2 separate regions of the Zea mays genome follow, and region 1 is linked to region 2. A link is a contact called in public Hi-C data. All regions are on one chromosome and are shown on one strand. Each heading gives the region's core, a stretch centred on a gene start, on an enhancer-like site or on the middle of the called end of the contact. The rest is flanking DNA. Distances are from core to core; before and after follow the strand shown.

Region 1 (4,050 bases), core at 773-3,272, 220 kb after region 2:
TTATGTTTTTCCTTGTCAAGCGCAATTTCGACAAGCTGAATATTCCCCTGAAGTAAAGCAGCCTTACATGGCGGTAGGAAGGAGAAACCATCCAGCAGTTTCAAACACTTCAAACCCCACTTGACCATCAAAAACTCAATCAGATGATGACCACTGCATAGACAAATCCAACTGATTTATCAGGAATGGTGTTTGCCACACTTCTTCCAAGTGGAACAAGGATGAAATGATTTGTTAATACCTGCGGTTGTGGTATGTGGTTATGAAAACCGCCCCAGAAGAATTTTCGAGAAGAAAGGTCACCGTCGCGAACAGATCATCGAAATCTTGCCAAAATAGAGACAGTGGTATGTCAGTTCACCAATAGCAATGGGTAGGTAGTCAGTAAATGAACAGGCCGCAAAATGATCATCCACATTTAAGAATTACTAAATAACAGTAATAGACTGGACACAGTAGAGTAGAATGGTAGCTCACTTGCTGAGTCGTAAAGTACATCAGCTCCAAGAATAATGTCAGGATGTAAATCAAATACCGATTCATCCCAGTCTCCCCATGTAAGTCCCGAAACCTGCGCAGTTATGGGATAATCCTAAGCTCTCTGAATTCAATAGGATGCAACATGTAAAGCTCTGTACGTGAAATCAAAACCATACAGTACAATTGGCGTCATTGAGAGCACATATGCTTCTGATGTTGTTCAGTACCTACAGTCAGTAAAAACAAGAAGGAAATCAACCATACTGAAAATCTCTGACAACGATCAAACGATAAGGATTCCAAAGACGGATTGGAACTCACTTCTGCATTCTGCGCAATGTCTGTTAGTGTTACATCTGCCCCAACCTTTGCAGCTACTAATCCTGGCAGTGAGGTCCCAGCACCAAGCTGCAAAAAATGATACATGCAAATTAGATAAGAGTGTAACTGTAGCATTGTCCTGTGAAACAATAATGTGCGTGCAGAGGAATGCAGGATTCCACAAAGAGATGATTTCCGGCCTCCTCGGACATGGAGAATGATACCAAGGCCTTAGGACACACGAGCAAGCACTCCTGTTGACCGAAGGTTGTTCGGTGAACTGGCATATTCAAGTGGCCACAGTAGCAAGTGTACCACATTGGTGATTGGTGGATGAGAAATTGAACGAACACAAATATGAGAACGAGTAGTACCTCAACAACTCTGGAAGCAGAGAACCGTGATCTGTGCTGCCACACATACTCGGCAAGGATGACACTGCATGGCCAGACAAACATGCCGTAGTCCTCCTGGATGTTCTGTGCTATGTAGAATGTAAACCCAACCAAAAGAAAATCAGGAAACAAGAGCACAGCAGCAGAGCCATGAGGGCGAAAATCCAAACCACTGGCTCGTGCTTCATGTAGCACCGCACCACGACGTAGCAAACGCCTTGGCGGCAATCTATCAAGCACTTCCTCGGCGTTCCATCAGGCAGCAGCATGGCAACTTCCGCCTTGACGCGCCAGATGTTTCAAAGACGCTGCAACGACTGCCCCGGCGAAACGCCCGGACCCGGGTCGTAGCAACCAGCGTATGAGTAGAGCAGTGGTTCAATCCTACGCGAGCGTGCAGTGGGGAGGTAGGAGCTGGCTGGCACGGATGCGTGCGCGTACCTCGACGATGTCCACGCGGAGGTCGTGGTGGCGCTCAGACGCGCTGCCGCCGAAGTAGTGCCGGGACAAGGTGGTCATACGCGCGGGGACGACGGCAGCGGCCCGCCCACCGGAGCCGCCGCCTTCCATCCCGACGGGCTCTGGCCTGTGCGTGTCGCCGCAACAGAGAGCAAGGACGACGATGCAGACGATTGCAGAGCAGAGTTCACTGCTTTTCGTATATGTATAACAATATAAATTCGGGATGATATCCGGTGCATATCAGGGCTGTGCACATAGAATCCTAGCCTTGAAAATTAAATTTAACTAAACTTGATTGCCATCAAATTCCTAACGAAAGTTCCGCTGTGAATCCCATCTTTTCATGCTTCATGCGGCCAGGAAACTCACACCCAGCTGTAAACGCAGCGGAGCGGGCTTCAAATCATAGGCAGATGCCATCACCAAAACATTCGAGGAACAAGTCTTTTACGGACTGTTTGGTTGATGGCTAATTACGCCATATCTTGCATAAAGTTACTCATTCGGATCGAAAAACTAATCTTAGATTGAAAAGTTAGGCAAAGTGAGTTAATTACGCCACATATTATATAAAGTTACTTTTTCGGATCGAAGAACTAATCTTAGATAGAAAAGTTAGGTAAAATGAGACAAGTTAATCAGTAAACAGACCCTTAGTGGCAAACAAATTGCGGCTGTACACTGTTACAACGACAACCAGATGCAACAAAAAGAAAAAAAAAAGAACCTTAAATATATATATATATCAATCAATGCGTCCACATGCAAGAAACATCCTCCATGCTGCCTTATACGGGTATACAAATACCATGGATAAAGTGCAAGCGTGCATAAATATTATACAGACCGGAAATCCACCGAACAAGGGAAATATTACATCAACGAGGGCATTAACAAATCAATCGACTTAAATTTCGTTTCCCCAATGATGCGACTTCCAAAGTTCAGCTGTCACATTTCATTTAGATGGACTAAGCTACTGCAGATAATCTAGATATAACAAACCACACTCCTACAGACACGTCTACTCCGGGGGCCAAAGCTTCAAGGAGTCCCATTAACCAGAGCTGCCTTCTTGGAGGTGGTGCTCCCTTGAAGCTGCTGCACTTTGGCACGAGCGAATTGCCGAAGGCAGCATTCACCTGAACTTTGGCTTCTTGGAGGGCGGCGCTCCCTTGAAGCTGCTGCGCTCCGGCGCACGCGACTTGCCGAAGGTCTTTGCCTTGCGGCGCCTCCTCTCCTCCTCGCTGTCCGACTCCGCACCGTGCTCACGGTCCGCGTTGCTTGCCTCACGCTCCAGCTCCTCCCAGGTCTTGCCCTTCTCCTCCTCTGAGTCCTCGTCTGACTCCTCATCGTCATCATCAGATTCCACCAAGGACTCACTGTCAGAGTCATCATCTTCTGACTCGGATTCGGGCTCAGCGTCTGAAGGCACATAGCCTTGGTCTGATTCCTCTGTGTCCTCAGTCTCTGAGTCACTCGCCTCCATGTTCAGGAACTCCCAGCCGCCATCGTCAATGAACTTCTGAGGATCATCGATTATAGTTTTCAGGATAGGGCGCCAGTTCAGATTCAGCCTGCTCTCATAGTACTTGAGGTCAGTTGTGTCCAGCCATTCCTTTATCGCGTCAAGCGATGCTGAAGGGATGGAGTCAATGCGGAGAACGTCTTTCTTGAAATCCTTGAACACGATAGCCATGTCGAAGTTCTTTGTCCCAAAGCCCACCCTCTCCAGGTTAACAATCTCTATCTCGCTCAGGCTCACCACAAGGAAGGGGGTCTCAATCAGCTCAACCAAACATGTAGAAGTTGGAATAATGAAAGCAGAAGCTTTATATGGGACACCATGGAACCCAAGCTCTCTAAGGGGGACATCAAACTCCAGGTCAAGCCCCTTGAACTGTGGTTGCGACCAGTGGTCGTTAACCTTGTTCACAAAGTTCTGGAAATCCATGTTTATTCTGTTCTTCCTATCCCTCTCACGCTGCTCTTCTTCAATCTCATCAGGATCAAGTGCCGATCTTCTACTGCCCCCAAGCGTCTGTACAACATCCATAACTTCAACATAGAACTGAACATCCTTTGTCTTCTTGTTTCCAACCATGATATGGTTGTGCAAATGGAAGTGAAGGAGAGTAATCATTTCTTTCTCTGCAGGCTGGAAAAAGGCATGCTTTATATTTCCAAACATGATGTCCACACGCTCATCAGACCTTGAAGTAGAATATCTGAAACCATTGAAATGAGCCTCAAGATTTCCTGTGAGCTTCCTCCCACGACCACCAAATGCAGGTCGTATCCACACATCAGAAAGCCTCATCATCTTCATTCTGTTGCTTCCAATCTGAAGTTTCTCCTGGGTAACAAGAGTTGCCCTTTCAGCTCTCTCTGA
Region 2 (4,264 bases), core at 407-2,906:
GTTGAGGAAAGAAACGAAGGTGGTCTGCCCCCTTCTCTTGTCATATCACGACTCTGCATGTGGCTCATACTGCGGAGGACTAGGAGTTCTTTCCACTTATTGAGGATTATATGATTATATCTTAAAAAAAGATCAATAGGAAAGACTGCAGTAGCTCAAATTTAGCCACCCTACTAAAATTTAGACCTAAGAATTCTATTTTAGTCCTATCGTTTAACAATTTAGAGACTAAAATTGACTAAACTTTAGTCACTAAACTTTATGAGGTGAATCAAACACTCGCTCAGTCCATCTACAAGAGAGCTAAAATTCCCTTGTCTTCAACTATGAACTTAGCTCCAATCATATTCTTAGGTCTATCCACTTTTTGTCACTAGTAAAGCATATTCTTTTTTAATCATGTTCGTGAGTGCTTCACTTCAAAAATTTCAGTTTTAGTTTTCTAGCTTTATCATAAAACAACTTCAAAGGATTAGTAAGATATGATTCAAGAGTGTTTGATTTGCACAGACTTCAACTTCTACGATTCAATTAATTTTTATGAGTTTCCTAAATTACTCTTGATTATTAACGAGCGGAGAAAGAGACATTAATCAGTAAGTTATGTAACCAATAGTATAATGAGTAATTTTAGTGCAACTTTATGAGCAGGTATAAAAATAGTGTTTTTGAAACACGTTTTCAGGAGCTTCGAAAATTTTCATAAAACCGACTTATAGTATTAGGTTTTTTTTAAGCTAGAGCCAATGAAGTTAGACCTATTAGTGGAGTTAGACCTATTTAGATAGAACAAGCTGAAATATTTAAAATTCTTGAAACGAAGTTATTCCAGACAGCTGGTAGTCTGCGACACCTTCTTGGAGTTACTCAACCATTTCTCGTCAGTTTCTATTTTATTAACTAGGATCATCCTCCTTTTATTATCTTTTATATAGAGGAACTATAGTCTATTTTATGAACTTTTCGTAACTGTTTTCCTATCCCACAACATTCTATTTATATATTTAGAAAAGACAAAATAATAAAGTGACTTCTCCTTCCTTCGGCGCAAGAAAAAAAAAGACCTAACCTGCAACGGGACATATATATACTAGAATTTATTCATGTGGCATACATGATACGTAGAAAAATAAAAATTATATAACATACATCCACAAGGTACGCAAGGCAACGGGGTTTGGCACTTTGCACTGCTACAAATTATCATTATCATTATCACTAACTCTGTTTTAGTTCGTATACGACAAATAAAAAAAAGAAACGAAGAAAATAGTACTAATTAATTATTGGCAATAGCGAGCGTTCAGTCAGCTTCCTGGTTGCAGAAGCCAGAAGATGCAGAGCAAGCAGCCAATCGACGGTCGGACCGGACGGGCCGCTCCATCACTGCCGCTGCCGCCGTCGCCGCCGCTGCCTATAGACCTGCCCCCGGGCCATGTGCAGCAGCTTGGCGCGGTGGATCTTGCGGAACTTGCGGCGGAAGACGCGGCCGGCGATGAGGCGGCTCCACCGCTTGCAGACGAGGGAGGCGTTGACGAGGCTCGCGGGGTCGTCGGGCGGGAGGCGGATGAGGAACTCCTCGACAAGATCGTCCATCAGCGACGCCGCCGTCGGCATCATCATCTCTCCTCTCCTCCCTGGTGGCTGGTGGTGTGATGAGGAAAGAAGCGAGCTGGGCTTTACGGGTAAAATCCCTAAAAAAATACATGTGATATGGATGATGGGCCTGTAGCCCTTCTTGTACGTACGACGAGTTTAGGCCCGCCGAGATTTCCTACACTGTTTCACTTGTTGGGAGCCTGCTAGCCATACAAAGCCTTGAACTGCTGCTAGTTCCTGAAACAGTCAAGGAAAGGGACACTGTCGTGATGGATTCAGGATTTAATAAAACTCTTAAATCAAGTACAATTATAAAACATAGTGTGCCATAAATTGCTGTGCATGCATGCCCTGGTATTGAAAGAATTGTTGCCCAAATAAATTGGAAAAAGTAAACATTCTGTAAGCATGGCATTCAACAGGAACAAGTTCATATTTTAGGGGGAACAGCTTTGGTTATATCACCATGTTTCCAGTTTGGAAAGACTAACAACTTCTGGGGGGTATCAAACCACTGAAGTTGTTATTGCTTAAATCCCTACGGAAAGAGATAGGAAATGACTCAGGATCCCTATTCTATTCTCACAAGAACATGTATATTCCTCCATATCACTTCGGGCATGTATATTCCCCTATATCACTTAGGGCTAGTTTGTTGCTTTCAATCCATGTAGATTGAGTGTGATTGATTGAGTTTAAATCTCAATCAAGTTAAAAAATTTCATAATTTTTTCAATCTCATCTCATCCGTATGAGATAGGAATAATTGAATAAGGTCTTATTAGGGGCAAGAGGGGGAAAGGGTTAAAGGTTGCTAAAGCATGTAGAACAAGCTCAGAAAGCTCAGAAATGGTAACCTGCAGCTCAAAAAGTCAAAATATATGTCGTCCTAGGAAGTGAATTTGGTCAGTAAATGTTGCTCATTTTTTTAAGGCAACACTTAAACTGCTCCTATCGATTGCTTCTATGTAGAATGGCAGTGGTGTTAGAGGAGACTGTTAGGGAGTCTATGATATAAGGTGATTCATAGGAGTGTGTCAAAGGCAACTCCGTTTAGAACTCCCTTTGGAGATGCTCTAAGTTTAATCCTTATTCCATGTAATAAATGGCTAAAACGACAACAGAATAGGGTCGAAGTAAACTATAAATAAACACTGTGCTCTTGATAAAATATTCTGAACTCTAATCTGTTCCCAAGTCTGCACTTTGAAAAAGTTGATTGTGGGGCAATAATGACAACTCGAAGAAAAAGTAGTGAATAGATTAAAATTGCACCTAAAATGGTGGTATGGATGAGAATCTCTTGAAGAACTCATTCAAATCTAACATCCCAACTCACACGAAACCCAGTCACAAGCAATCTACTTTGCACCATTTAATTAGCATTATTACCACAAGGGGGCAAATGCAAGATTTTAAAAGCGCGCCTTCTTTTTTTCACATAAAATTCGAATGCGAATCCTGAACAACCAAGGAAGTAGAAGAAAAAAAATTACAAACAAACAGTTACTACGCTCAGCACGGCTATTGGCAGAGCAGCACCAAGATTAGTAATAAGTATTGTCCGCCGCTAAACACCGTTACAAAATTTGGCTCGGCTCCCGGCACTCCACGTCACCACCACCATCTACAACCATCTACAGCTCGTCGTGGTCGTCGTCAACACCGCCGTCAGCGTCACCGCCAGGGGCGCCGCCCGACCGCTGGTACACGGCCGACACGATGGGGTTGCACACGGCCTCCACCTCCTTGAGCTTCTCCTCGTAGTCCTCCTTCTCGGCCGACTGGTTGTCGTCCAGCCACTCCAGCGCCTCCTTGAGGGCCTCCTCCACCTTCTCCTTCTCCTCCGCCTCCAGCTTGTCCGCGAGCTTGTCCTTGTCGCCCACCGTGTTCTTCATGTTGTACACGTACGTCTCCAGCTGGTTGCGGGCGTCGATCCGCTCCTTCACCTTCTTGTCCTCCTCCGCGAACTCCTCCGCCTCCCGCACCATGCGGTCGATCTCCTCCTGGCTCAGCCGCCCCTTCTCGTTCGTGATCGTGATCTTCTCCGACTTGCCCGTGCCCTTGTCCTCCGCCTTCACGTTTAGGATACCGTTGGCGTCCACCTCGAAGGTCACCTCGATCTGGGGTGTGCCCCTGCACAGTTCATCAGACAACACTGGATTCATTCGTCCATTCATCAAAAAGAGTAATAATTTATCTCCGGACTCCGGTAGCTGCTCACCTTGGAGCTGGCGCAATGCCGTTGAGGTCGAACTTGCCGAGAAGACGGCAGTCCTTGGTCATACTGCGCTCACCCTCAAAGACCTGTATTTATGGATTACAGGACAAAACAAACAGGTCATTACTACCAATCCCGCAGCTGACAATGGAGAATTCAGGCAGCAGAGGAGCAGTAACCGTTACCTGGATGGAGACAGTGGTCTGCTGGTCCTGGTAGGTGGTGAACACCTGCGACTTCTTGGTCGGGATGACAGTGTTCCTCGGGATCAACTTGGTCATGACTCCACCGACGGTCTCGATACCCAGGGTGAGGGGAGCCACATCAAGGAGGAGGATATCTGCATCAAGGCAAAAATCACACTTATGTAAGCAGAATGATCACTTACCAAAAAAAACACCTACCAGTGGCAAAAGAGCACAAAAAACATGAGCCGAACCTTTG

The links. A called contact is a pair of places that touch in the nucleus more often than the background predicts.
Region 1: a contact with region 2 is called in a Hi-C map of ear, with 2.6 times the contacts expected there. The contact joins the promoter of LOC100384399 here to the promoter of LOC100279176 in region 2. A contact is called at or near these places in 4 of 25 Hi-C or Micro-C datasets (ear, endosperm and leaf).

Annotation. Positions count from the first base shown.
Region 1 is chr5:71,536,042-71,540,091 of Zm-B73-REFERENCE-NAM-5.0, forward strand. LOC100384399 reads right to left here and starts at 2,023. Exons shown (of 8, transcript NM_001322102.1): 1 at 1,638-2,023; 2 at 1,176-1,280; 3 at 802-888; 4 at 657-707; 5 at 478-571; 6 at 242-326; 7 at 1-153. The coding sequence starts at 1,766. LOC542546 (global transcription factor C (Spt16)) reads right to left here. Exons shown (of 2, transcript NM_001367417.1): 2 at 2,376-4,050. The coding sequence ends at 2,797.
Region 2 is chr5:71,315,268-71,319,531 of Zm-B73-REFERENCE-NAM-5.0, forward strand. LOC100279176 reads right to left here and starts at 1,657. Exons shown (of 1, transcript NM_001329105.1): 1 at 1,092-1,657. The coding sequence starts at 1,623. The coding sequence ends at 1,384. LOC103626522 (Nucleic acid-binding OB-fold-like protein) reads left to right here. Exons shown (of 15, transcript XM_008646944.3): 15 at 1-45. LOC732808 (Binding protein homolog 1) reads right to left here. Exons shown (of 8, transcript NM_001291796.1): 5 at 4,260-4,264; 6 at 4,006-4,160; 7 at 3,824-3,906; 8 at 3,018-3,735. The coding sequence ends at 3,237.